Linked DNA regions of Mus musculus: regions 1, 2 and 4 are each linked to region 3. Evidence: chromatin contacts called from public HiChIP or PLAC-seq and promoter capture Hi-C data. All regions are on one chromosome and are shown on one strand. Each heading gives the region's core, a stretch centred on a gene start, on an enhancer-like site or on the middle of the called end of the contact. The rest is flanking DNA. Distances are from core to core; before and after follow the strand shown.

Region 1 (6,786 bases), core at 1,737-4,236, 290 kb before region 3:
TATCAAGTCCGTGGGCTTCGTTCCCAGCAGGAGGCCTAACAGCGGCAGTAGCGGCATCCAGACACCTCAGACAAGCTCGGCAACCCTGAAACAGACCACTAAGGCAGCAGAGCCCAACTCCCAGGCGACAGAAACAGCATGGTGTGTGCCAGCATCATAGCCTCTGTTTGCCTTAGAGCCCCAAACTTCTAAGCACTGTGCTTTCTCTCACCATTATAGAACATTCAAGCGTTCTCTGGAGTAAGAAGGAAACATGAACTCTGCACCATCCACCTCCTCATGCCACGGAGCCTTCCTCACACGTCCAGACTACCTGGATTACTCAGCCATGACAGTCCTTCACCTGTCATTTTCCACATCCCTCTGAGACAAATCATCACAGAAACTGTAACCACAGCTCTGTGACCCCATCCCAAAAATGAATAGCAGTTCCTTTAGTTTCATTTCCTACTTCTTACGTTGCTGTGTTGCTGTTGATGGTGACAGTTTGCTTGATTAGATCCTTATGAGTAGAGTGATTGATTAATTGATTGATTGACTGACTGATTGATGATTGATTGATCGATTGAAAGGTTTCTCACATAGGTCTGCCTCCTGTGCTCCCTCCCTTCTTCCCTCACTCCTTCTCTTCCCATCCCTTTCTTTTTTCCCTTGTAATCTTTTGTTGAAAAGAGTGAGCACTTTTTCTGTAATGAGCATTTTTGTCTGTAAGGTTTCCCAGCCCAGATTTTGCTAATCCAATTCCTGAAGTGTCATTAACACACTTTTGTGTACCTGTGTGTTGTGTGTATTCGTGATGAGATCTAGTGTCTTGACCGGTTTCAGAATTAGATTTTCTTCAGAGCCTATTTTATGGCCTGTACGTGGATGCCTACCAGGAGTTCATAAAAATCTGATTATCCCTCTGATTCATTTGCGTCTAAAAGCAAATAATGCTTTTGGTTTTTAAATTTCTATTTTTCCTTCTGTGTGCATGCATGCCTGTCTGTATGTGCACAGCATGCTTACGGGTTCTATGGAGGCCAGAAGAGGGCACTGGAAACCTTGGAGCTGTAGTTACAGGGATTGTGAGCCACCTGATATGTGTGCTAAGAACTGAATCAGGTATCTCTCTCCACAAGAGCAGTAAGAGCTCTTAAGCACTGCACCATCTCTGGAGCCCCTACAAATCATTTTAACTATTGAGAACTTCATACTCTAGTGAACTCCCATAAAGTTAAAATTCAATTTTCAATTACATTGTTTGCCTGAAGCTTTCTAAGAATATATTGTATACATTGTATGTTTTATATAGACATAGCTGGATTTTAGATTTTAGTTATAAAGCTTGTTATTCAGATTCCATAGTCGTAGGAAGAAAGTTGCTGTTAAAAGTGTTTGCATTTGGAGTGAGGGTATGACACGGGACCTCTGTATCCATAAGTCACCTTGCACATCTCTCCCAGCTCATGGGCATTCAGGTCATCAGAAGCGCCTGACTTTTAAAAGCATCTTTAAGCAGTGCTTAAAGCACCATTAAACTTAAAAACAAGAGTCGTTAGAATCTTCAGCCAACATCAGTGGCTTCTAGGAATACAGTTGAAATTTTAAGGTAATTCTTATACCCGGGACAGAAGACTTTACTTTCATAGTCCTAATATTTGAAATGTTTGCCAGTAACAGATTTCCTTCCTTTTTTTGTATTTTAGGACATTTTTCTAAAGGTGTAAATAACTTTATTCATAACTGAAAATATAGTACTGAACATATAAACATGAAAACACGGGTAATTCTTGCAGTGGGGCTGTCCTGCATTGAACGGTTTAACAGCATCCTGACCTTCACCCACTCAGAACCTGTAACATTCCTCTTACCATGAGAATCAAAACTGTCTGCTTACATTTTATTACATGTCCCCAAAGCAAAGTTAATCTCAATTGAAAGAGTGGGATTGGATGTAGGATGGGGAGGCAGGAAGGACAAAGACAAGAATTAATCACTCTTGCCTTAGTCCAGTCATCACTGATGTTCCCTTCATAGCACAAGAGTGAAGGCATTAGGTCGGAGACCTCCGTTAACATGTGTGCTTGACTGTCTGCCCAGTTGACACTGAGGTGAAGGAAGGGGACACCTATGTGCTTGCTTGTTGAGGTTCCTGTTCTCCTGGGCATTGCTTTCCTGCTTGTCCTGCAGATTGATTACTTCAACAACCAGATCATTGTGGACCTCGTGGAGCAGCAGCACAAAGGCATCATTGCAATCCTGGATGACGCGTGTATGAATGTTGGCAAAGTCACTGACGGAATGTTCCTTGAGGCCCTTAACAGTAAATTGGGCAAACATGGTCATTTTTCCAGCCGAAAGGTAATAAGACCTTCCTCTTATCTTGAGCTATAAGACTTTTGCTTATTGTTTGGCAGGGCAACGTTGCTTTATAATAGGTTAAAAGAATGTACAGTCAAATAAAGGGGAAAGGCCTGATTAATAATGTATCTCTCTGTGAGTTCTGCTTCTCTGATACAGTGGTGAGGTTGACAGAATTATAGTATCCAGGAGAGGGAGCTACAGACTAAGGCATTTGCTAGATGCAGGAAAAATGAACAGGATTCTTTAAAAGCATGATGTCATTTGTAGCCAATAGATGCTGAGTACTTGTCCATGTGCTAGAATTTTATGCCTGCATCTGATAGCTCTGCATAAGAAATTGCTTTTGTCCTTGACTTTCCACCACAGTCCTCAGTGACAAAATATGGAGTGTGTTCTGACTGCATTCTTCAGACCCTGGGACCTGCTTAAAAATGAGAGATTTTAGCTGCAGTCATGGTTGTTATGGAGAAATGCATTCTTTTAGTATATTGAGTAAACTTCCAAGTCTCCATTTTTTACAATCTAAAAATGTCACAAATAAACCACATTTGTACAATAATTGGTAGGAGTTGTGGTTCACAGACTCTTGTGCGAGACCTTATATATGCAGTATGCTCATCAATTGTGTTTGTTTAGAAGTCTGTGTTGGGGAGGGACACCTCGTCATCACCCCAGGCTTCCTCACAAATGCAAGCTTGTTCAGGAACCAGACGCTGCCAGGAAAACATGCCTTGTTCCTTCCCATCTAGAAAGAAATGGGCAGCAGTTTTGTTTCTCTGTAAGTCTGCAGCACATTGCCACTGCTGCATGAATAAATCTACTTCCTAACTCCGTCCCCTTGGAATTATGTAATCTTAATGGAGAACTTCCACCATTAACTATAAATAGGGTGTGAATCATCTGCAAATTGATTATTAACTGACACTTATCTCAGGGCTGTTACTTGTAGCTACAAGCTGGTCTTCAGCTAATGCATTTAGAACCTAGGTCTCTTCAGCCAGTTCCCACTTAGACCCAAACGTCTGATTAAGCACCTCTTGTTTAAGCAGGTCTAGTCCTCAGAGGTGGGCACAAAACTGTACAAAATGGAAAGTAACCCTAGTCTCAGTGAGACATTTAGGGGGTACCTTTATCTAGGCAAATGGCGGACTGTAAGGGAGTTTAGAGATATCATCACAGGTTGTGGAGATTCATCTACTGATGTACCCTCTGGATACTAGACAGTCGGTATTGGTGAAATTATATTGATTTATCATACCAAATGAATCTTTCTTAAATTGTTTATATTTAAATAGATATCTGTAAGTCCCAAAAGTGACACCCCAAATTATTATTCTATCTTTTGCCATTCAGCCATTTATATAGCTGAATTAAGTAAATCAGTCAGGCAAAAAAAATTTTTTTTTCATTTTACTTTATGGGTATGAGCATTTGGCCTGCATGAATGTACACCATGTGCATACAGTCCCCTAAAAGGCCAGGAGTGGGAAGGAGGACTTGAACCCAGTTCCTCTGGAAGTGCTCTTAACCACTGAGCCATCCATCTAATCCTTCAAGTATTTTTGAAATGTAATCTCACTTTCTTTCTTTTTTGAGATGGACTCTAGCTCTGTGTTGCTCAGACTGGCCTCAGACCTCAGGGCTGTACTGAGCCTCAGCCACGCAAGTGTCTAATGCTGGCACTGCATGCCAACACACTAAGCTGTAATCTCTCCTTAAGGCAACTGAACATCTTGTGTTTAAACACTTGCTACTGTTTTGATAGGAAATCCTAATAGTAATAGTAATTGATTGCTTTCTCTTTTATTTATTTATCTCCTTCTTTGTTACTGGTTTTGGTGGAAGTCCCAGTTTCCCAACAGACCAAGTACCTACTTCTTTTTCCTCCTCCCTCAGTATCCCATGGATAAATACTGAAATGAAATATTTAAAGTATATTCTTTGGGGAATTTGTGTATATGTGGTATGTGTCTATGTCTGTATGTAAGCATATATGGAGGTCAGAGGTCAATGTCCTATATCTTCTCTATTGCTCTCCAACTTTTAAAAAATAATTTACATTTATTTATGTGTTTGGGTGTGTGCATGCATATGCATGCCTTGACACACATGTGAAAGTCAGAGGACAACGTGCAGGAGTTCATTCTCTCCACCATGTAACTTCCAAGGATCAAACTCGGGCTCTGTGGCAAGCCTCTTTACCCACTGAGCCATCCCACTAACCTAGTTTATTTTGTGAGACAAGGTCTCTCCCTGAGCCTGGACCTCCCTGATAGAGCTATCAGGTATCCTCCTGTCTCTGCCCTACTAGCACTAGGATTACAGGCATCACTGTACCCAATTATAGTATGTAATTGCTAAGGATCCAAATCAAGTCCTCATGTATATGCTGCAAGCGCTATACCAACTGAGCCATCCCTCATCTTCTGAGGAATTTTACCTAATAAGGAAAGAAATGAAATAGCCAAGCTGTCAAGATGTTTAAATCACCTCATACCTTTTAGTTAAATAATTCCATTGGGTTGTATGTTGAGCCAGGTATCATTTGTTACTGCTAACTGATCAGACAGACTTACTGGCTTATTAAATAAAAGATTGGTGACTTTTATTTGGGGCTAAAAATCTTCCTTTTGATTTAAAAGTAACATGGAGAAGCAGTCACATGATCTAAACAACTATAAAATATTTTAAAATAAAAAGCTAAAACAAGTATATAACAGTACAAGAAAAAGTTAATGGATTTATGTGTGTGTGTGAGAGAGAGAGAGAGAGAGTGTGTGTGTGTGTGTTGAGGACAATCACAGCTTTGTGTTTTATACAAATGTAAGAATGGATCATAATTTGAGTCTTATTCCTTCAGGAATTTTACAAATTAAAGAATATTTCAAAAGGGCGGAGGTGAGGGGAAAGAGTGTAGAGAGAGTGCTCGGCAGTTAAGAGTGCAGACTGGCCTTGTGCAGACCCCAGCACCCATGTCAAGAACCTTACAACTGCCTTAGCTCCAGAGCCAGGACATCCAAGAGCCCCTTCTGGCCTCTGAAGGAACCCACACTCACACTGCATAAACCCCCGTAGACACAATTAAAAATAAAAGTGCAGCTTTGAGAGCTCTGGAGGAGGATATATTTTGGAGACACCTTTACACTAGATGCCTTGGACTCCAGATTTATTTAACTTTCTACCTTCTCAGATAAATAACTATTGAAAGAGAGTAAGCCTCTGACTTCCTATAATTCGTCATTTGTGAACCTCTTAGACACTGTTCCTTTAGCGTCTGAAGCCTGCTAACCGGGACAGGATTCTGTGCTGTAGGGCACTGTCATCTCAGTGGTACCAGTATTGCAGTTCTAAGTGGTACTGTGTAGAATTTTACTTATCTGCTGTCTTGGCTCTACTGTAGCAAAGAAAGTTGGAGGAAGTCATGAAGAAATCCAGTGACATATAAAGCCTGCCATTTACAGAGTAGCCCCTGTCGGTGATAAACTGTATACAGCACTCAACTCTGGGAAGAGCACCTAAGCTGGAGTCCAGCTCAGCAGGCAGATGAACCACGACACTGGATGCACGAACACGTGGCCCTTTCTGTTTCCTGGAGCCTTTCAGGGATACCACTTACTAGCAATTTGATGTAGTGTTATCTGTCTACCTCACTGAGCCTCAACATGTATGTGAGAGAAACACTGTTATGCTCTAAGAGTAGATTATATGGACTGTGATATGTGTGTGCCTCACAGATAGTAAGCCTTCAGTGTGATCCTCCCAAGTGGAACTTGGAAGAGAAAGATCCAAGCATCAGAAGATGATAGCACGGCAATGTCTGTTTCTCAGAAAGCCATACTTCATCCATTGTTTGTCTGCCCCACCTGCTAGGGACCATCCTTTACATCCAACTAAATAAAGGGCATCATTTGCCAACCTCTCACCACACTAGGTATGGGATAACCACAGTTCATATGCATTGTCTAGACCTAGCCATTTGCCCAGATCGACTATTAGAGCAGCCAGCAAATGGGGACTAGCTGTGTTCTGCATGAATCTCTGCCAAAAGCCTGTACCTTGTCAGCCGTGGATTTAAACAAACCCCACAGAATGGGATCTTATTTAGGTATTGTAATTTGTTATGTTTGGTCATATTAAGTTAGAATGCACTTTTAGAAGTTGAAAATGCCTTTTTTCAGATTTATGTCCTTTATCTCATAGACCTGTGCCTCAGACAAAATCCTGGAGTTTGATCGGGACTTTCGAATCCGTCATTATGCGGGTGACGTGGTGTAAGTATCTTACTCTGGTGCCTAGCATGATAATTTGCATGCAGCCTGTCTTCAGGAAATAAGACTAGGAAACTATCAGTCATTTTTCTTTTTATGTGTGTGTGGAGGCGGGAGGAGAGGTCATTTTGTAGATGAGCGAGCGTATTTTAGTCTTTTGGTTTGAGGAAAG
Region 2 (6,555 bases), core at 113-2,612, 430 kb before region 3:
TCCTGCAGCGTGACGCAGCCTATCAAGCTGTGTTAAACTCAGGCCAGAGCCTCTCAGAGAAGTGGTCTTCACAGCATCCTTTCAGGGCAGACCTCCCATAGGCATACCTTTGAAAAAGTTTCCTCCCCTCCCTGGGTTTAGTTTCTTTACCTACAGAAAGGAGTGCTATGCCTCAGCAGTCTGTAGGACCCCAGGCTGGCTCGCCACAGTACTTAGTCTATGTGTGATGTTTATGTCTCCCAGAATTCAAACTCTCTTGATGGTCACTCGGGGAGCACAGATTGACCATCTGCTTACAGCAAACACTGAATTCTGAAGACTAGAGACAGAAGACACAGATCCCCCTCCCCCATGACAATGAACTGGTGGGGAAGAAGGATGCAGCTGTGTAGGTGGGCTATGTGCAGGCTTGGGTAATAAAGAGACTGCAATTTGCATGGCACTTTCTAGAAAAGCCTCCTTCGCAAACCTGGGGATAATTGAGCTGAATTTTGAGGAACGGGTAAACAGGGTGGGGACTTTACTGGCTTAAGTTGCCAAGGAAGCCTCCTCAGCAGTCTGCAAACGCTGCTCTCTCACAGAGTTTTTTGGTTTTTATTTTGTTTTGTTTTGTTTTGTTTTGATCTTATACTCTGTTGGGAAAGCAGGAAGGGGAGGGAACAGGTTTGCCTTAGTTTCTCTAGACACTCTGTGCTGTCCTTCTCTGTCTAGCAATGTTAACCGTTTTCTTTCCTCCTTATTTTTATGTCTTCCTCTCTAGATGTTTTCCTCCAATGTATCCCTTCTCCAGGCTCCCCACATATTCCCTTCCACGCCCCTATTTCTCCAAGCTCCACCACCATCCCGCAAGAGAGTGCCGCTTTCCTCTTCTCTCTTTTTCAGTACTTTCTTTGAGGTCTTTGCTTTCTTGAACTTTCCCTCAGCCGCCTTCTGCGATCCCTCGGTGTGGGCGTTCCTTTGTGCGCTTTTCTTTCTTTGTGTGTTCTCTGTATCTCCGTGACTTTTCCTCTCTCCCTGCATCTCTCTTTCTCGTTCCATCTCCCTCTTAGCTTTCCCCTCCATTTGATTTTAAACCCATCAAGATCCAACTCTCTCCCTTCTTTGGCCCGCCTGCCGCCCCCAGGGAAGGCTGGTACGCGCGCTCAACTTTGGTCCCCAACTTGCGCGCTGCTCCGTTTCCGCAGGGCAGAACAAAGCAGTGTCCCAGCAGCCCACAGAGAGCCTTCCCGCCACCCGCCACCCGCCACCCGCCCCGCGTGCTCACCCACCTCAATTGCAGCTCCGGGGTACGCCGGCTCCCCGCGATCCCCCCCCAAGGCCAAGTCCGAGTGCTGCCCGCAGCGGCCAGCAGCAGGGCATGCCGGGAGGGCGGGCGGGCCGACGACCCAGATCCACCCCCGGCGGGGCGGCCCAGCCAGCGCACCCAAATCCCCCGCTGCCAGGCGCCGCCGTCCCCGCCAGGCCCCTGGCCGCCTGGGGATTGGCGTCCCGGGAGGCCAGGGCAGCTGGGAGACAGTCACTGACGATCGGAGGACCCCTCCACGTGCACCCACGGAAGCCAGGGCAGGATGCATCCACACCCACTGCCCTCCAGCTGGACAGCCTGGGGTGGGGGGTAGGAGCTCCCACAGTTTACACAGTGCTGGGTCGCTGCCCTAGCTGCTGTGTGCAGATTGATTGTAAGGACTCAATAGCTGTGAGCGATTTGACCTCACTTCTCTGTGCCTTGCCGCCCTCCTCTGTAATGACCCTGGAAACTGGTGTCAGGGTCAGTGACACACTGCACACATTTTGGGGCAAGAGCCTGGCCCAGGGCTAAAAGTGAACCAGTAGCCTAACTTAAAGAGTCTTGCTAAACACTGCCTAGCCAGGACCCTGGCAGGCAGTCGTGCGTTCTAAAAATCCTACTGCAGAGAGAACATACCTCACGGGTCAGGACGCAGTCCAGGCTGTTGACAGTCACCAATAGGCTGCTTTCGGGCCTAAAGATGCCAGCTGATAGCAGCAGTTTAGGATTCCAGGCCCCCCCTCCCCCCCCCCCCCCCCCCCCGCAAAGGCTTACGGAGCAGACTATTCTGGGTAAGGATCCCAAAGTCTATAAAGACCATGTTTTACAATGAGAAGTGAGTGGGCTTTGGATGGTTAGTTATATCCTGATCTGCCCTGAGGAAAAGGCAGAGCCTGCATAGGCCGAGTAAAACGTGGGTGGCCTGTCCAGATCTAAAACAACCCCACTTGCAAGGACCTAAGATGACAAGAACCAAAGGATGCAGGTGATTTCTCCATCAACTCGATGCAGTATCTGCAAACCAGAGCCTATAGTCTCCTCCAGACCCCAGTCTTTTTGTTTAGTTTGGTGTGTTTGTTTGTGCTCCTTTTTTGCCCTGCTAGAGGTTGGATGCAGGACTTCTTGCATGTGATACAAGTGTTCTACCCAATGCAAGGGATGTCACCTCCAGACAAGCAGTCCTAGGTTGTATAAGGAAGCAGGTTGAGCATCCCATGAGGAGCAAGCCAGTAAGCTACACTCCTCTGAGGTCTGTGCTTCAGTTCCTGCCTCCAGGTTCCTGCTGAGTTCCTTCCCTGACTTCCTTTCAGGACTGAAGCCTGTAAGGTGAGATGAATCCTTTGTTCCTCAAGTTGCTTTTGGCAATGGTATTCACAGCAATAGAAACCTACCGAGTGCAAGAGGACACTGAATGTCAACATCCAGTCTTCGTATGCACCGCACAGCCTAGTGGTAGAGTGAACCCAACATGCACAAGCCATGTTTGATCCCCAGCACTTGGGAGGGGGAGGAGGAGGGGTAGGGGGAAGGAGGAGGGGGAGGAGGACCTTTGCTTCCAATTCTTGGCGTCCTATCTGGAAGAGAAGGCTGGGGAGTGGTTTTATCACCCTCTGAAGTGCTTTCATGCAGACCTTTGGAGCTCTGTGCCTATCAGTGAGGGAAAGGTCACAGCACAGCAGCAAATATCAGAAAAAGGCACTAGGGGCAGTGTCTTCATATCCTGGAGAGTCTCCTAGATGAACTGTTTCTGTTTGCCTTGGTGGCTGGATGACAGATGGGCTTAAGCTGGGAAGTTCAACTATGTGACCTCCGTGGCCAGCTCTGAGGTTTTATGACTACACAAGAGATGTAACACAAATGAACATTTTCCGAAAGAGAAACCAAACATACAAGCAGCCACCCAGAGCAGATGATGTGAGTTCCCCCGATGAACCACATGCTACCCACCCGCTAAGCAGAGAAGGGGGTCCTGGATACTGCATACCTTTCCCAGCCCGCTGTCACCCACTATTCCAGAACTTCTGCCATTCCAACCCCCACTGAAGCATCTCTAGTGCCATCAGAGAAGACTGTCTGGCATTCAGTATCCCCCCACCCTCTCCCCCTGCAAGTTACAGAACCCAGTGCCGTGTCCCCCGTGGAAATGGAAACCTATGGAAGACATCAGTGCCCAAATAATGACCAGGAGAGTAAGGATCCCTGTTAGGAAGTGATCAGGCTTCTCTGCACACCATAGACCTGGAGGATTCTGACCATCCCCTTTAACCTTGTACTCTGATCCCAAGTGCTGTGAAGGCCCTGAACATTCAGCCTTCACAGTGGGAGTTGAAGCGGAGGCAGTATCCTGGAAGTCTCACCAAAATTCAAATACCCCCCAAATATGGCCACACTTCATCAAGAATGAACATCAAACCATGTAGCAGGCATCTCCAAATCCAGAGATGAGGCCCATAACTAGAGAAGAGAAGCGGGTTAGATGCTGACGAGGGTGAGGAAGAAAAAGATAGGCGTGGTTCCTAGCCTTAACGGATGCAAGTTCACGCTCTACTCACATCAGAAAAGAACATTTGTTGAGCATCTATATTGAGCATCTGGCACAGCATAGACCTTTTGATCCTGTCACCAACCCTGAAATGTTAATGTGCTTACATTTCTAAAGGAAGGATCCTTGAACGGGTAAGACAATTCACTGGCCTGTCAGTGATACACAGTAGGACAGGGAGAGGAACTCAACGCTTGCTGACGCCACAGCCAGACCACCAAACCAGGAAGCTAACAGCTCTTCTAGTTACCTGTCTGTTGGAACACAGCATCTGTCCTGGTCCCAAGTGCAATAAATGGAGCCACTTAACATCAACTTCATATGTACCACATTACCACCCTGGTCCTGAGTGTATGTCAGGCTTTGCACTTCCTGTCTAGTTCCTTCCTAACACACATTGGCCTTTCCCTTCTGTTAGCAGCTGCATCGCTGCCTCTGGGTCATGTGTGCCTCCTGGGTGACTCTTCCTAACACTATTCTATTTACTCCATATAAGCGGTGACTGTGCACAGGACCAGATGCAGCAAAGCCCTTCCTGTCCCTGTACAAATGCTCCTAGCAACATCTGTCACCCACACGAAGCCCTAGGCAGAACCGAATGCTTCATTTCCACCAGAGAGCTGGGTAAGAACAGAAGCCTAAATCAGAGAAAGCGCCATCTAAACCCTTCTTCCCCTGTGTATGGAGTAGCTGTACAATCCTGGATACTCCTCAGTCTCCTCCTCTGTGCAATGGGCATAATAATGACACTTACTGCTGATCCGTGTTTGAAAGATGGAATAAGATAGCTGGTGTGGCATTTGTGTTAGCTCTCCATTGCTGTACCATAATACTTGAAGAGTCAATTGAGGAGGAGGAGGAGGGGGAGGAGGAGGAGGAAAGGTTTACTTTGCATTTAGAGGTTTGAGTCTGTGATCATTCCATCCTTTTGGTCTTAAGCCTGTGTTGAGACAATGGGAGAGCAGGGAGCTTTCAGGGGAGCAAAGCCACTCACCCTTTAAGTCCTAGGAAGCAGAAAGAGACAGGGTGGGGCAGGAAGGGACAGAGAAAGGACACAGAGCAAGGGACACAGTACCATTCAAGGACATGCCTCAGTGACCTACTTCTTTGACTGGGTTCCACATTCTAATGCTTCCATCTCCCCACAGTAGACCTTTAAGCTATCAATCTACCTATGAACGGATTGGTCCACTGATGAAGTCAGAGTCCTCATGATCCAATCCCCTCCCAAATGCCTCCCCTCTGAACACTGCTGTACCGGGGACCACACCTTCAGTGTCTGAGCTTTGAAGGGACATTTCTTATCTATCATGGTTGGTTTCAATGGCAACTTGTCACAAATTAGAATCACCTGTAGGAAGCCTCAATTGAAGAACTGTCCTGATGGGTTTGATTGACATGAGAAGACCCACCCCAAGTGTGGGTGGTACCTTCTGGTAGCAGCTCAGATTTTTACTAAAGGAACAAGGAGTACAACAGGGAGCTGGGGCTATGCTCAGCATACCTAAATAAAATCATTTGGTGCTCTTCCAGAGGACGTGGGTTCAGTTCCCACCAGCCACATGGTGGCTCACAGTCTTGCATGACTCTAGTTACAGGGGATCTGATGCTTTCTTCTGACCCCTTCCAACACCAGGTGTGCATGTGGTGCATATATATATGCAGTCAAGCACAGGCATATGCATAAAATGAATACAAACAAATAAATTTTTAATTTGTAAAAAGGGTATGTCAGAAGGAAGGTCATCTTGCCTTTTGCTCTCTTGGCCTTTCCTCATATCTCAGACTTGATTTGTCCTGCTGCTGCTGATGATGATGATGATGATGCTGATGGTGGTGGTGGTGATGATGATGATGATAATTCCTTCATTAATAGCAGAACTGTTTCTGAACTTTCCTCATGGACTAGGAACAAGTAGCTCTCAGCTCTCCAGGAAAATTCTGGACCTCCAATGCCAGATTGGAACTCCTGAGGTCCCCTACTTTATGGACTAAAAGATTTACCAGTTGTCAAACCCAATGAGAAAGCCAGTGTAGGACTACCCTAACTGTTGAAGCGTTCGGCCTCAAGGACCATGTAACTACATGATTCTCAGCTTCTCGGGTGTGATTTGGCTCTTGGTATTATTTTAAACTGACTTAATAAAGTTCACATATATATAAATTTTCATCTCCTTGACTCTGTCCCTCTAGAGAAACCTTCCTAAAACAAAATCCAAAACATAACAACGTCTATTACATAAAAAGTAAAATAATGGTAGCCAGGAATTGTGGAGAGGGAAAGGGTATTAAGTGGTGCTAGGGACAGAGTCACAGCTCCACACTACTGCCTTCAGTAGCCTGAGGGGCGTCCTTAATCTTCTAGGAACCCCTTTCAGGTAAACAGAATTCTTGACTTCAGTACAGGAAAACAACAGTGGACAAGTCAGTGTGCAGCAGAGTTGGAGTTTATTAAAAATAGAAATGGCTGGGGAGATGGCTCAGTCAATATGTGCCTGCTGTAAAGGCTTGAGAGCCCGAGTTTGGATTCCTAGCATCCACGTAAAACCTAGGCCCGGTGGCCTTAAGCCCATTTCTGGGGATGCAGAGACAGAAGGCTCCCTGATGCTCACTGACCAGCCAGCGTAGTCAAAGTGAGGAGCTCTGGGCTCAGTGAGAGGCCTTGTCTGTTAAATAAGGTGGACAGGAGCTGAGAGATGGCCCAGTGGTTAAGAGTCCTGACAGC
Region 3 (6,111 bases), core at 2,108-4,607:
ACTTGAGTTTAATTTCTGCCACCCAAATAAGAGCTCACAGCTGCCTGAAAATTCAGCTCCAAAGAACACCTCCCAGCCTCATGTACTCAAACTATGCGTCCAAATCCACACACACAAAAAAAAAAAAAAAAAAAACGGGGGCACCAGCAAGCAAGCAATTTGGACATTGAACACAACAATACTTCCAAATAGGGTGTGTTCTTGTATACTCATCACACAAAAAACTGAATACACTTATGAGGCAGAGGAAAGAGTATCTTTGTGAATTTGAGGGTAGCCGAATCTACATAACAACATTCTAGGTCAGTCAGCTAGAATAAATACTAAGTAAGAACTGTCTCAAAATTAACAGTCAAGTCCACTTATCTTCTTAATGGCCACAGAACAGACGTGAATTCTAGGTAGGTACTCCTGTGCCAAAGCTTGTGCTTATCAATTGGGTTCTATCCCTACCACCTACCAAAAAAAGAGAATAGAACACATACCTGAGTTTTAAGTAGATTTGGCTATTTACCCAATATATAAACAACCAAAGACAAATTCAATATTATTCATGTGGTTACAAATCACAATGGGACAAGGTCAAAACAGAAGAGAAATTCTTACCTGCATGCAATGAATTGCTAAACCAGGTCCTGTGTATAATTTCTTATGACAAATATGGCATTTAAAATGCTTTGCTTTTTGGTGCTGTATAAGGATCTTCTCATCATCAAAATCTCTGTTACAATACCTGGTCATCATTAAGGTTAAAAAACTGCACAAAATTGCCCTCCTGCCAACTAAAGGAAACAAAAGTAATTACATAGTGAGATTCTGCCTCAATATAAATAATATAACAAATGCCTTTCATCTCATCTAACAGGAAATGTTAAAATGACTCCAAGGTTAAGAGCATTTGCTGCTCTTTCAGAATACCCAGATTCTTTTCCCACATCTATAAGGCAGCTCACAACCAGAATGACAGTTCCCGGTGATTCTAATGCTCTTCTGTCCTCCTAGAGCACTAGGTATACAGCATACCTATGTAGGCAAAACACCACACACACACACACACACACACACACACTTCTAATAAAAAAGGAGGGAACTTAATATAAATTCAGTTTTAAAGCTGGGCAATTGTGGCGCATGCCTTTAATCCCAGCACTTGAGAGGCAGAGGCAGGTGGATTTCTGAGTTCAAGGCCAGCCTGGTCTACAGAGTGAGTTCCAGGACAGCCAGGGTTACAGAGAAACCCTGTCTCGAAAAATCAAAAAAACAAAAAACAATTCAGTTTTAGTATTTATATTTGGAAATTACATTAATCATGTACCTCCCGGTCTGAGAACGTAGCTCCATTGTTAGGGTACTTGTCTAGCATGCAATGGGCTGGTCAACTTCCAGCAGTTTGGATGCTGGGTGTAGGGCACACCTACAAAGCCCCAGCACAAGTGGAGGCAGGAGAAACATGCATTTACAGATTTTCGGGGCTATGGTAGTGCATGCCTTTAATCCCAGCACTCAGGAGGCAAAACCAGGCAAATATGAATGAGGCCACCTTGATCTACAGAGTAAGTTCCAGGGCAGTCAGGCTACATGGATGAACCAAGAGTTCAAGTTTTGTGATCCAGCATAGCATGAAGCCCTGCCACAAAGAACACACACACACCCCAAATTTTGACCTTTAAATTATTTCAACATTTACAAATGTACATGCTAAGAGTGTCAGCTAGACAGTAGTGCCTTTAATCGCAGCACTTGGGAGCCAGAAACAAGTGGAACTCTTAAATTTCAGGCCAGGCTAGCCTACAGAGCAAGTTCCAGGACAGACTGAGACACACTGAGAAAACCTGTCTTAAAGAACAAAAACAAATAAAAGGAGTTCCATGAAGGAGAAAGGGTTAACCAAAATCAAGTGAGCCAGGACCAGTGGCACACTGCAGGCAATCTGTGGCAGGAATGACTACATCTGAACTAGATAAACTTGGTATGCAGTCTAAGATCATAAGCCCAAATAAAAATCTTTTAGCCTGGCATACCCCATGCCTTTGATTTCAACACTCCACATGCAAAGGCAGATATTTATTCTGAGTGCCAGGTCAGACAGCAAGACTAACTCAAAATATTTCTTTTCAAAAGAAAAGGCAACTTCAAACTGGGCAGTGGTGATCCATGCCTTCAATCCCAGCACTGGGGAAGCAGAGACAGGCGGAGGCCAGCCTGGTGGACAGAGCAATTTCCAGACAACCAGACCCCCAATCCCAAATAAAAAGACAGAGGGGGGGGGGAGGCAATTTCACAATTCATTAAATATACAATAGAGTTGAAACTGGGAATTCATAATCCATTATACAACTCATGACAAAGGGCACATTCAACTAAGAATCCATAAAATTTCTTCCAGTTTCATTATTAATCTATGCATTCAGGAAATGTAAATTCGCATATACTAAGAGTTCTGACCTCGCAAGACTTTTTCTGTGAGTGCATTAAATAATTCGTGACGGATTTTTAGCTACTTAACTATTTTAAAAACAAATTTGTCTTGAGACAAATAGTTTTCTTGTAATAGATTAAAAAAAATCAGTTTAGCGTAATACGTTATCCACAAAAAAAAAAAAAAAAAAAAAAGAGAGAAAATTGTTTTCCTTCTTAACAGTTTAACCAGTCCTACAAAATTGGGTAACGATAATAGAAACTCCACCCAGTTAAGCAACCGCTTCCCCAAGATTAAGGCGCCCGAAAGAGAGGCGGAAGCCGATTCTTCACCGCGAGGGGGGGGGGGCTAGTCACAGTTCAATTATCCAGGGAGTCAGGACATTTACCCCAAACTCAAGTCCCTTTGTGGGGTCTTCAACGAAACAACGGAGACAGGAGTTCTTAGGGACGACTGCACTTGGGGAACGTCTCCAGGCCCAATGATCGCGACAAACAAGCGCCTGAGTCACCGAGTTCAGCGCCACCAAACTCCGGAGCCCTCTCGCCCGAAGAACCCCATTTTACAAGAAACCACCCCAAATCCTAACCCAGCCACAGCACAAAGGCTCGGCTGGGCCCGGCCGGGCCCTACCAAACAGGCTTAACCCAAACCTATCAGACTTGTGTTCTCAAGAAGCGACACCCACGCTCGGCCTCCACGTCAACCCCACAAAGGATACCAGCACCACGGCTTGAGCTGCTTCTTCTTCTTGCGACCCATAACTGCGCCCTACAGAACAGGCAGAATAGAGGCGGAAAGAAGCTGGAAAAAACAAAAAACAAAAAACCCAAGAGACTCGCAGAGTTCTCCACACCAACCGCCACCAGCGCGTCCCGCAGGAAACAGACACAAAATGGCCGACACCCTCGTTCTATCTCCACCTCCCATCAGCCACCGCGGTGAGAGCTGTGCGGGTCACGTGACGCAGGCTTCGGCCCTGAGTGGCTGAGCGGGCGCTGCCGCCATCTTAATGGGGTTAAGTGGTGGTGGCGCTCCCGGGCTGAGGACGCTGATCCTTTAGAGCTTGGGTCATCCAGTACGTCGGCTATCCCGTATGCAAATTGAAGGGAGGAAAAGATTAGGAGTATAATTAAGGATAGATTACAAATAAATAAAGATAATTGGGACATGGTCAATTTGGGTTTTGTTTTGTTTTGTTTTTTGCTGTTGTGTGTTTTGCTTTTATTTTTTGAGATGGGTCTCTTCATAGCCCTGCTGATAGAGGAAATGACCAAGCTGGCCTCAAACTCAAAGATGCGCCTGCTTCTGCCTGCCAGCGACTGTTTGGGATTAAAGGCACACGCCCGGATTGCGACCTGGTCAATTTTTAAATCTTGTTTCAGTTGCCTTTCGGGAGTGGGGCGTATATGGTCAAGGAAGAGTTACCGTTTTTTTTTTCAGTGAACCACAGTCTAGGAAGCAGTATGGGTGAGATCAGCAGTAGCGATAAGGGAAATGTGAAGTGCTTCAGAATCGCAAAAAGGCAATCCTTAAGCGGCTTCGGAGAACATAGGAATGTTTAGAAAGATGAAAGAAGATGCAGTGGGAGAAAGCTTAAGTTATCTTATTACCTGGGTCTTGTGTCTGTTGTCCCAGCACTCAGAAGGCCAAGACAGAAAATGCTATGAGGCTAAGACTTAGAGGCTAGCCTGGAGAACAAAGCCTGATCTTGTCTTTGAATAAAAAAAAAAAAATTTTTTTTTTAAAATGCAGTGAGCCAAGCATGGATGGTGCATGCCTTTAATCCCAGCACTCAAAAGGCTGAGGCTGGTGGATCTGAATGTATAGCCAGGTTCCTGCCTACATAGAACATTCAGGGTTATGTAGAGAAACCTTGTATCGAAGTTTTAATTACTGATAAAATGCAGTGTTTGAGGATTTGAACTTAAAAGTAACAAGACAGGAAAAGTGTTGCTGGCAAAAGATAATCCTGGAAAATGTGGCAAGGAAGAGTGTAAGAGAATTGGATATTGTATATGCTGAAGTCTCTTGAAACCACAGAAAGGTTCGCAAACAAAAAATGTTGGTGGAACATGCCTGCAATCAGGGAATTCCAGGAGGCTGAGGCTGGAGTTAAAGGTCTAACCTCAGTTACATAGTGAATTAAATAATGCCTGGGATACATGAAACTTCATTTAAAAGTAAGATTGAGGGGCCTGGAGAGATGGCTCAGCTGTTAAGAGCACTGAAACTCACTCTGTAGACCAGGCTAGCCTCAAAAGCAGAAATCCGCCTGCCTCTGCCTCCCAAGTGCTAGGATTAAAGTCATGGACCACCACTGCCTGGCTTAATTACTCCTTTTTTTAACTTTTACAATTTTCTAATACTGCCGCCCAAAGTCTTAGGTTGCCTTTCAATTCTGTCTGAATTCTGTCTTCGGGACAACCTATACTGTGTTTGCACAGATCTATGAGAATCTGATGTTTCTGAGTTCATACGGTTGCTAGGACACTACCCTGTTTTCATGAGATGAACCCCATAAGTGGAATCAATAGGACTCTACAAGCTTGTGCTTTAAAAATGTAGAGTCACAGCCTTGCCTTTAATCCCAACACTGGGAGGCAGAGGCTGGCAGATCTCCAGCCTGGCCTACAGAGGGTTCCAGGACAGCTAAGGCTACACAGAGAAACCCTGTCTTATCAAACAAACAAACAATAAACAAATCAGTAAAAGAGAGAAAGAAAGAAAAAAAAAAGAAGTAAAATCAGGGAATATATCCATGAAACATTTCATGAGTTGTGTTTTTATATTTTCTCAACAAACCCAGGATATTGGGGTCATTTTTAACCTGTTAATATAGATCAGATAGTTAAGGGGCTGGATCTGTATGGGTCTGGAGCTTAGTAGGTAGAATGTTTGCCCAGCATGCACAAAGCTTTGGGTCAACCCTAGGCATTCCATGGAAGCACAGCCTATAATCCCAGAACTCAGAGAAGTAGGCTCCAAAAGGTGATGTCTGACCTCTGTGTCATTTAGTGTGTACATTCCATGCTTAGACCCTACACAATAATGTGAAATTTAAAGATTTATTATTAGTAGTTATAGGTGTATGTGTGTGTCTCTGTGCGTTGGGTGTGTATAACAGGGCCCCAAACCTTAACACAACTGCCTCCATGATGGAACTACCATTTAGGATAGCACTCAGCACTTAGACAGCACTGCCAAAATGGCCTGATTCATCAAAGTTCATAGATATGGGAAATTCTCTAAATGGACTAACGTTGCTTTTTTTCTCTCTTATAGTTCTGTTTCTGGCTAACTGCTCTTGTTAACTAGAGTACGTCAAAGCAGGACAAGATTATTGGGCTAAAAGCTCACCTTGGGAAGTGCTCAGAACTACACTAGGATCCTGAATGTGCACAGTACTTTCTGACTAGCTAACCAAGACTTTCTCTTGGCCTAAACCCACGTCTGAGCAGTCTTCTTGGTATAGATGTCCAAGGAGACCATGAACCTCTGATCTCTCTGGAACTGGAGTTAACAGGGAGCTGTAAATCTCATGACCTGGATTTTGGAAATTAAACTCAAGTCTTTGGCAAGAGTAGTACGTGCTCCTAACTACTGAGCCTTCCAATCCCAAAAATTAAAAATAAAAGTCTTTTTGAGACAGAGTTTTTCTGTGTACCCCTGGATGTTCTAGAACTTTCTCT
Region 4 (6,795 bases), core at 1,279-3,778, 300 kb after region 3:
GTTAAGACACTAAGCAAACACTCTACCTCTGAGCTACATTAGTAGCATAACTCTTGGCTGTTTGAAATATGATCTTAGTGGGTAGTTCAGACTGGCCTAGCATGCTATATATGTAGCCCAGGCTGGCCTCAATGGAGCCTGCTACTTCAGCAGTGTTCTGAGTGCTGGCATCACAGGCTTATGTCAACATGCCTGGCTAAGGTAGTGCTTATCCTGCACTCTGAGGCCCTTGCTCCCCCCCCCCCCCAAGATTCTCTCTGTAGACCAGGCTGGCCTTGAACCTGAGAAATCCACTTGCCTCTGCCTCCTGAGTGATGGGATCAAGGACATGTACCCTTACTGCCTGGCTGGCCCTTGATCATTAAAACATGATTTTTTTTTCTTAAAGATTTATTTATTTTATTTTTGTGAGTACACTGTTGCTGTTTTTCAGACACACCAGAAGAGGGAATCAGATCCCATTACAGATGGTTGTGAGCCACCATATGGTTGCTGGGAATTGAACTCAGGACCTCTGGAAGAGCAGTCAGTGCTCTTAACCGCTGAGCCATTTCTCCAGCCCCAAAACATGATTTTTATTTTATTTTATGAGTGTTTTGCCTGCATGTATGTATGTGCACTATGTGTATGCCTGGTACTCTCAAAAGCCAGAAAAGACGGTCAGATTCCCCATGACTGGAATCAGAGACAGTCCTGAGTTACCATGTCAGTGCTGGGAATCTAACCTGGCTCCCCAGGAGGAACAATCAAAGCTCTTAACCACTGAGGCATCTCTGTAGTTCCTTCCAAACTTTACCTGCAAATATAGTATTCTGTTCTATCTTTTCAGCAACTCTTGTCCATATATTTATTAGACTCTCCTCCTACTCCTATCCTTAAGTTTGTCTTTCCTACTTTGTCCTACTGTTTTCTACTCGCATGGTTAATGCCTTAATTCATTTAGCAGATACCAACTATTTACTAAGTATTAGGCTATGTTATCTTTAGGATAAAAACAGCTCTTCTGGCCACTCTCTCCATTTTTCTTTCAAAAGGGCTTCCTTCTATTTTCTTTACTTTCTTATTTTATTTATTCATTTTTTGTTTGTTTGTTTGTTTGAAGATTACGGTTTCTCTGTGTAGCCCTGGCCATTGTGGAACTCAGTCTTTAGGCCTCAAACTCAAAAGATTTACCTGTCACTGGCTGGGACTAAAGGGGTTTGTCACCACTGCCCAGCTGTTTTCCTTATTTTCAAGTATTCTTTTATTTCTTCTTCTCCTCTCTTCCTTCCCCTCCCCACTTTATTTATTTATTTATTTATTTATAGACCAGGCTGGCCTGGAACTCCCCCTCCCTACTTTTGAAAGTGTCTTTTTTTTTTTTCCAGACAGTGTTTTATATCACTCACGTTTCTCCCAGACTCACTACGTAACAACCAGATAACTGTTCTGAGTTCCAGATCTTCCCAAGAGCTGGGAGTAGAGGGTATGCCCCTATGTTTCGCCCATGTGGGAAGAACAGTCTGACCTGGAACATCTTCGATCTGGCCTCTAATACAGATCCATTGCATAATCCTGAGACAATCCTGTACCGTGTCTGATCCTGCTGAGGACAATTTACACACCTTGGGCTTATGGCTCATTTAAGGACTCAAATCCAACCAGTTTTAGTGTGGCTTTTCAGCAGATCACTTTTTACCGTTTTAATAGTTTGGGGGGAAAATTACAAAGACCATGTTGTGACACGTGAAAGTTATTATGCCATATCTAAAATTCTGTATTGAAAGGTTTATTTTTACATCCTTGTTGTCCAATCTGCCTTTTTTGCTCCCCATTCCAAGCAACCCTCCTTCCCCGGCCTCTCTTAGGGCTGAAACACAGGAGCAAGCGGCTCCTCTTGTTTTTACTATACATGGTCACACCCATTTACTTAATACAGCGAAACATACACTTTATCACATGCCAGCAGATATTTATCGGGAGGCCCTTACCGAAGAAAACGTGCCATCATTCGCCTTGGCCTTCTGCCAAGATTGCTGTACAGCTGGTCATCACTTGGGCCTCTCTCTCTCTTTCACCTCCCTCCTAAGAGTATCTAGGTAGTGGCGCCTGGGTCAAGTATCCTCCCAAAATTCCCGCCTCAGCTGGCATTTACTAGGAAGGTAGTACAGCGACGATTTAAGGCCCAGAGCTGTAGCCTCGGCCCTGGAGATCATGCACTGAGTTTAGGAGAGTAGATCCCCCCTCTGTGTCCCTCCACTTCCTCCACTGTGCAGGGCAGATAAGTAGTGCAGTAAGATAAGAAGTGGGAAGCACTTAGAGACGTGTTCACGTGTTTCTACTCTAGCCTCCACTTGTTTCCTGAGGAAGTGTCCAGGCGGGCGCAGCAAAGAGGCCGGAGGAGGAGCTGAGCAGACGGCGCAGCAGGTTTCACTCACTCAGACCAAGGCGCCATTAGTGCCTGTGTCCCCCCCACCCCCACCCCCCGGCGTCTGTCAATCAAGCGGCAGCGGGGGCGGGGCGTGAAGGACAGGGCAGGGCGGGGCGGCGCTTCCGCTGCGCGAGGCCGCTCGGGGTCGCTCGCGGGAGCTAGGCGCAGTCGGGAATCCGGCGGGCCGCGCGACCAGATGAAGGGCGCGATGGAGCCGGAGCCCGAGGTGCTGCTTCAGGAAGCCCGCGAGAACGTGGAGGCGGCGCAGAGCTACCGGCGGGAGCTGGGCCAGCGGCTGCAGGGGCTGCGGGAGGCGCAGAGGCAGGTCGGAGGGCCGCTGCGGGCCTTAGAGGGCGCGGGCCGGAGGGTGGGCGCGCGCGGCGGGGGCGCCCCGAGGCTCAGCAGAGGAAGTGGGTCGCAGACCTGTGGGAGACGTGACATGGGGAGGTGGGTCCTGCAGAGTTCTTCAAGGGAAAGATAAGTTTGGCGGACTGAGAAAGAGTTTGGGGAGCGCTCCTGAGCCGCCTCGCGGGGCACTTGGTGAGCGTAGGGGTGGTGTCCGAGGATGAACCACGGGAGCAAAACCCGAGGGATCGCAGAGTGAAGATCGGAAAAGAGAGTTGGGAGGAAGAGGGCATAGTCAGGGGAAACCTGCGACAGATAACTCGGTTTAGAAAGCCTGAGGGCACTGACCTGGGGACAGTAAAGGTGGAGACGAAGTAGAGGGAGAGGGAAGAAGTAAGGAGAAATGGAGAGGTTGAGCAGCAGTGACCTTAATGCCGAATGAATGGGGACGGGGGGGGGGGGGGGTTGTTATTTGAACATCTCACAAGATCCCGAACGCCTTGAACAACCTTTTAGAGTAATCTCTAGACAGGCTAGAACTGAAGGTGAAGGATGTTGAAGGGCAGAAGGAGCAAAACAAGATGTTTCAGGGAGGGTATACAAAGGTGAAGGGAAATGGAAAAACAGATTTTAAGAGAGGACTGGTAATAGAAGAGGCTAAATACACTTTCAAGTACTGCAGTTATCTCTCCACAAGGAAAGGTCGAACAGAGATAGCGGAAAGCCACATGGCTCCTCTCCACTCTCAAAGGTATACAGAAAAAGATATAAGCCCCTGCTAATGCTAGATAAGATAGATAATCCTCACATTACTATTAAGTGCTTTAGTTAATGCTTTTTGAGGAAATGGAAATTCATTAGAATTTCTCTAGGCCTAGTTTTGTAGGGTACCGTCACACTGGTAACTCCAGTGCTGCTGTGCCGAAGCAGAAAATGGTGAAGTAGTGCTGCGATAATCTTCGAATATTGTCATTGCTAATAATTTAAACCTCTCTAGAGCTGGTGTAGGCCAGGCATCAACAGTTGAGCTAGAACTAGGATCAGAATCCAGATACGACTTATGATTTAAACCTGATTTGGTGAATACTTTCAAGGTCTTCCAATGCAGACATCTGGATTTCCTTTGGAAAGAATCTGCATTATTCCTTCTGCTATTTTGAAATAAATGTTGAAAATCTAGGATTTAAAAAAAAAAGGTTTAAAATACCCTCTTTTATATAGTACTGCTTAGTCTGTGAATTTCATGTATGCATACAGTGTATTTTATCTTAGTCACCTCCCACACCACCCCCTCGAACATTTTTAAATTTTAATTTTTTAATTATTCATTTATTTTTTTTGAAACAGGGTTTCTCTGTGTAGCTCTGACCGTCCTGGAACTTGCTTTGTAGACGAGGCTGGCCTTGAACTCAAATATTTGCTAGCCTCCACCACTCAGGTTTTTTTTTTTCTTTTAAATTTATTTATTTTTTTATATATGAGCACACTGTTGATATCTTCAGACACACCAAAAGAGGGCATCAGATCCCATTACAGATGGTTGTGAGCCACCATGTGGTTGTTGGGAATTGAACTCAAAACCTCTGGAAGAGCAATCAGTGCCCTTAACCACTGAGCCATCTCCTTTTTTTTTAAAACAAACAAACAAACAAGATCTTGCTAAGTAGCCAAGGCTATCCTGGGACTCACCATGTAGCCAACCAAGGCTGGCAACAGCTGGAAATCCTCCAGCCTCAGCCTCTGGAGTACTGGGATAACAGGCATGTTTCCACCATTCTTGGCTAAAGTACCCTGTAATAAATGACTAATGTGTCAGCCAGTTCATATATCTTACACACGAGCATGGCTGTTGTTCAGCTCCCTCAGCAATTAAGAGGCATTAGGGTTGGCACTAGAAGAATGAGGTAAGCACTGGGTGTAGTACTTATTAATGTCTTGTGTGTGTGTTGAGTGCAGTTTTTGAGTGATTCCCACCCTAGATAGTTAGATGTTCATTTGCCAAACCTAGATGTATGATTATGGCTCCGTGATACTTGCCTAATCGATCTACAGCCCTGAAAAGGAAAGTTAAACTTATATTCTTTCATTTTACATTTACTTATTATTTCTTTATCCATTGTGTTGGTGATGGAATCCAGTGCTTTAGACTTACTGGGAAACTGCACTCACTACCTCTTGAACAGTTAAGTTTTGAATCCAATAATTTAAATTCAGAACATACTCTGATAATGAGTTTGGTTCACTGTGGTTTTCATTTGTTTTCTTTTTGAGAGCCCTCGTCTCCTGCTCGACACAGCGCATTCATCACAGTTTAGATTTTTGGTGACGGCGGTACTGCTTATGCTAAGTAATAGTGGTGTCAGTCTCCTCTTCAGCTGGAGTCTGTTTTGTTCCAGTTTCAAGTTACCACAGCTACTTCTAGCCCATTGTGCTTGTTCAGATTTGTAGAATTAGGCCCCTGTCCAGTCGGGTTTAAAGAAAGGTCTGTGCTACAAAAAACGTTATCAAATAAGCAGGAGCCTTTGCGTGGTGGCTAGGATATTCTTAGAGTTCCAGTCATTTGTAGATCGTGAACCACCAGATAGATGGCTTTTGAGTAAAAACGCTGCTTTGGGAAGGGTGAGAAGAGCAAGGAGGAAGGGAGGCTGCACTGGGTATATTTTTTTACCTGCTTTTACTGTTGTTTGTTTTTTTTTTTTACACTTATTTTGAGAGATAGAATCCAAGGCCTTATGCATACCAAGCAAATGCTTTGCCGCTGAGCCACTTCCCCAGCCCATGATGTTTTGTTTTTTTAAATTGAAATCAAATTCACGTCAAGAAATTCATTCAGTGTTTTTTTTTTTTTTTTTTGGTTGTTTTTTGGGTTTTGTTTTTTTTTTTTTTTTTTTTGGTTTTTCGAGACAGGGTTTCTCTGTGTAGCCCTGGCTGTCCTGGAACTCACTTTGTAGACCAGGCTGGCCTTGAACTCAGAAATCCGCCTGCCTCTGCCTCCCATGTGCCACCATGCCCAGCTTTCATTCAGTGTTTTTTAGCTTACTTATAAATTTGTTTAGCCATAGGGCTAGAGGGACGGCTCAGAGGTTAAGAGAACTGGCTGTTCTTCCAGAGGATGGGGGTTCAATTCCCGGCACCCACATACATGGCAGCTCACAGACCCCAGTAACTCCAGTTCTACACCCTCTCTGGCCTCCATCGTCACCAGGCACACACATTGTACACACATTGTGTACACACACATACACATAGAGGCAAAACACCCAAATCTGTAGCATAAAATAACAATTAAATGTTTAAATGTTTAATTAAACATTATATAGCCATCATGATGTATGAATTCTAGAATGTTATATTAGTCTCTAGAAATACCCTGTATTCAGTGTTGCTCTGACGAACCTAATAGAAGCCTACCGTCCATTTTTAGGGCTTTACCTGTTCTGGACCTCTCTTTCCCTTCTTTTTCCTCAGCTTCTTTCCTTTAAACAGGGTGTCGTGTAGCCAAGGCTGGCCTTGAATTCTCTGACTAGTCAAGGATGACCTGAACTTCTGATCCTCCTGTCTGTATTTCCTAAATTTTTGGATTACAGGCATATACACCATTCCTCCAAATTTAAGTGGTTATCAAAACTAGCTACATCTTTAGCCCCTATTCTAGACATATTGTGTAAGCAGAATCATGCAATATGTAGCCCTACCTGAGTGACTTCCTTGGGTTAGAATGCATTTCCAGCTAAGCAGTGGTGGTACCTGTTCCTTAGCACTTGGGAGGTAGAAGCTGGCAGATTTCTGAGTTTGAGACCAGCCTGTCAACAGAGTGAGTTCCAGGACAGCCAGGGCTACACTGAAAAACTCTGTCTCAAAAAATAGACAAACAAATTAAAGAGAGAGAGACAGAGAGAGAGAGAGAGAGAAAGATAAAAAAGAAGGAAGAAAGATCTTATTTTCAGGGTTCTTCTATGTGGTAGCATTTCTTAGTACTTAAGTCCTATGGCTGAATAATACTTGTGATATGAATGTATCTTGGGTTATTTATCTATTCA

What was found. Promoter capture Hi-C pulls out the DNA fragments that hold promoters and counts their contacts. HiChIP or PLAC-seq counts read pairs in DNA pulled down with a chosen protein or histone mark.
Region 1: a contact with region 3 is called in a promoter capture Hi-C map of hippocampal neurons, with 5 times the contacts expected there. The contact joins the enhancer-like site here to the promoter of Zfp207 in region 3. A contact is called at or near these places in 10 of 39 promoter capture datasets (the C10 cell line, the HPC-7 cell line, cranial neural crest and 6 more), 7 of 484 Hi-C or Micro-C datasets (the N1E-115 cell line, brain, cerebral cortex and 3 more), 6 of 115 datasets of contacts at active chromatin or transcription factors (embryonic basal ganglia, embryonic forebrain, embryonic hindbrain and 3 more) and 3 of 9 other capture datasets (adipose tissue, liver and pancreatic islet).
Region 2: a contact with region 3 is called in a promoter capture Hi-C map of pre-B cells. The contact joins the promoter of Tmem98 here to the promoter of Zfp207 in region 3. A contact is called at or near these places in 3 of 39 promoter capture datasets (the 3T3-L1 cell line and pre-B cells), 2 of 115 datasets of contacts at active chromatin or transcription factors (extraembryonic endoderm stem cells and trophoblast stem cells) and 1 of 9 other capture datasets (liver).
Region 4: an H3K4me3 HiChIP or PLAC-seq map of the SCID.adh cell line shows a contact between it and region 3, with 14 read pairs. The contact joins the promoter of Crlf3 here to the promoter of Zfp207 in region 3. A contact is called at or near these places in 2 of 39 promoter capture datasets (the C10 cell line and neural stem cells), 6 of 484 Hi-C or Micro-C datasets (CD4 T cells, CD8 T cells, Th1 cells and 1 more), 15 of 115 datasets of contacts at active chromatin or transcription factors (the 230-238 cell line, the SCID.adh cell line, effector CD8 T cells and 9 more) and 2 of 9 other capture datasets (adipose tissue and liver).

Annotation. Positions count from the first base shown.
Region 1 is chr11:80,666,406-80,673,191 of GRCm38.p6, reverse strand. Myo1d (myosin ID) reads left to right here. Exons shown (of 22, transcript NM_177390.3): 11 at 2,173-2,343; 12 at 6,547-6,617. The region is part of intron 2 of Gm38907 (a long non-coding RNA gene); the gene reads right to left. Among named protein-coding and RNA genes, the nearest start is that of Gm38907, 51 kb to the right of the region's middle. Within about 2 kb of position 2,986, at least 35 of the 459 cell types and tissues checked have an H3K27ac peak or open chromatin away from gene starts, as enhancers often do. A contact at or near this core is called in brain, cerebral cortex, cortical neurons and 2 more, where this site is marked.
Region 2 is chr11:80,805,173-80,811,727 of GRCm38.p6, reverse strand. It overlaps Tmem98 (transmembrane protein 98), which reads right to left and starts at 1,362. Exons shown (of 7, transcript NM_029537.2): 1 at 1,269-1,362. Gm31228 (a long non-coding RNA gene) reads left to right here. Exons shown (of 6, transcript XR_001780272.2): 5 at 2,599-4,454; 6 at 5,740-5,913.
Region 3 is chr11:80,380,525-80,386,635 of GRCm38.p6, reverse strand. It overlaps Zfp207 (zinc finger protein 207), which reads right to left and starts at 3,357. Exons shown (of 12, transcript NM_001130169.1): 1 at 3,141-3,357; 2 at 607-733. The coding sequence starts at 3,181.
Region 4 is chr11:80,076,724-80,083,518 of GRCm38.p6, reverse strand. Crlf3 (cytokine receptor-like factor 3) reads left to right here and starts at 2,528. Exons shown (of 8, transcript NM_018776.2): 1 at 2,528-2,735. The coding sequence starts at 2,607.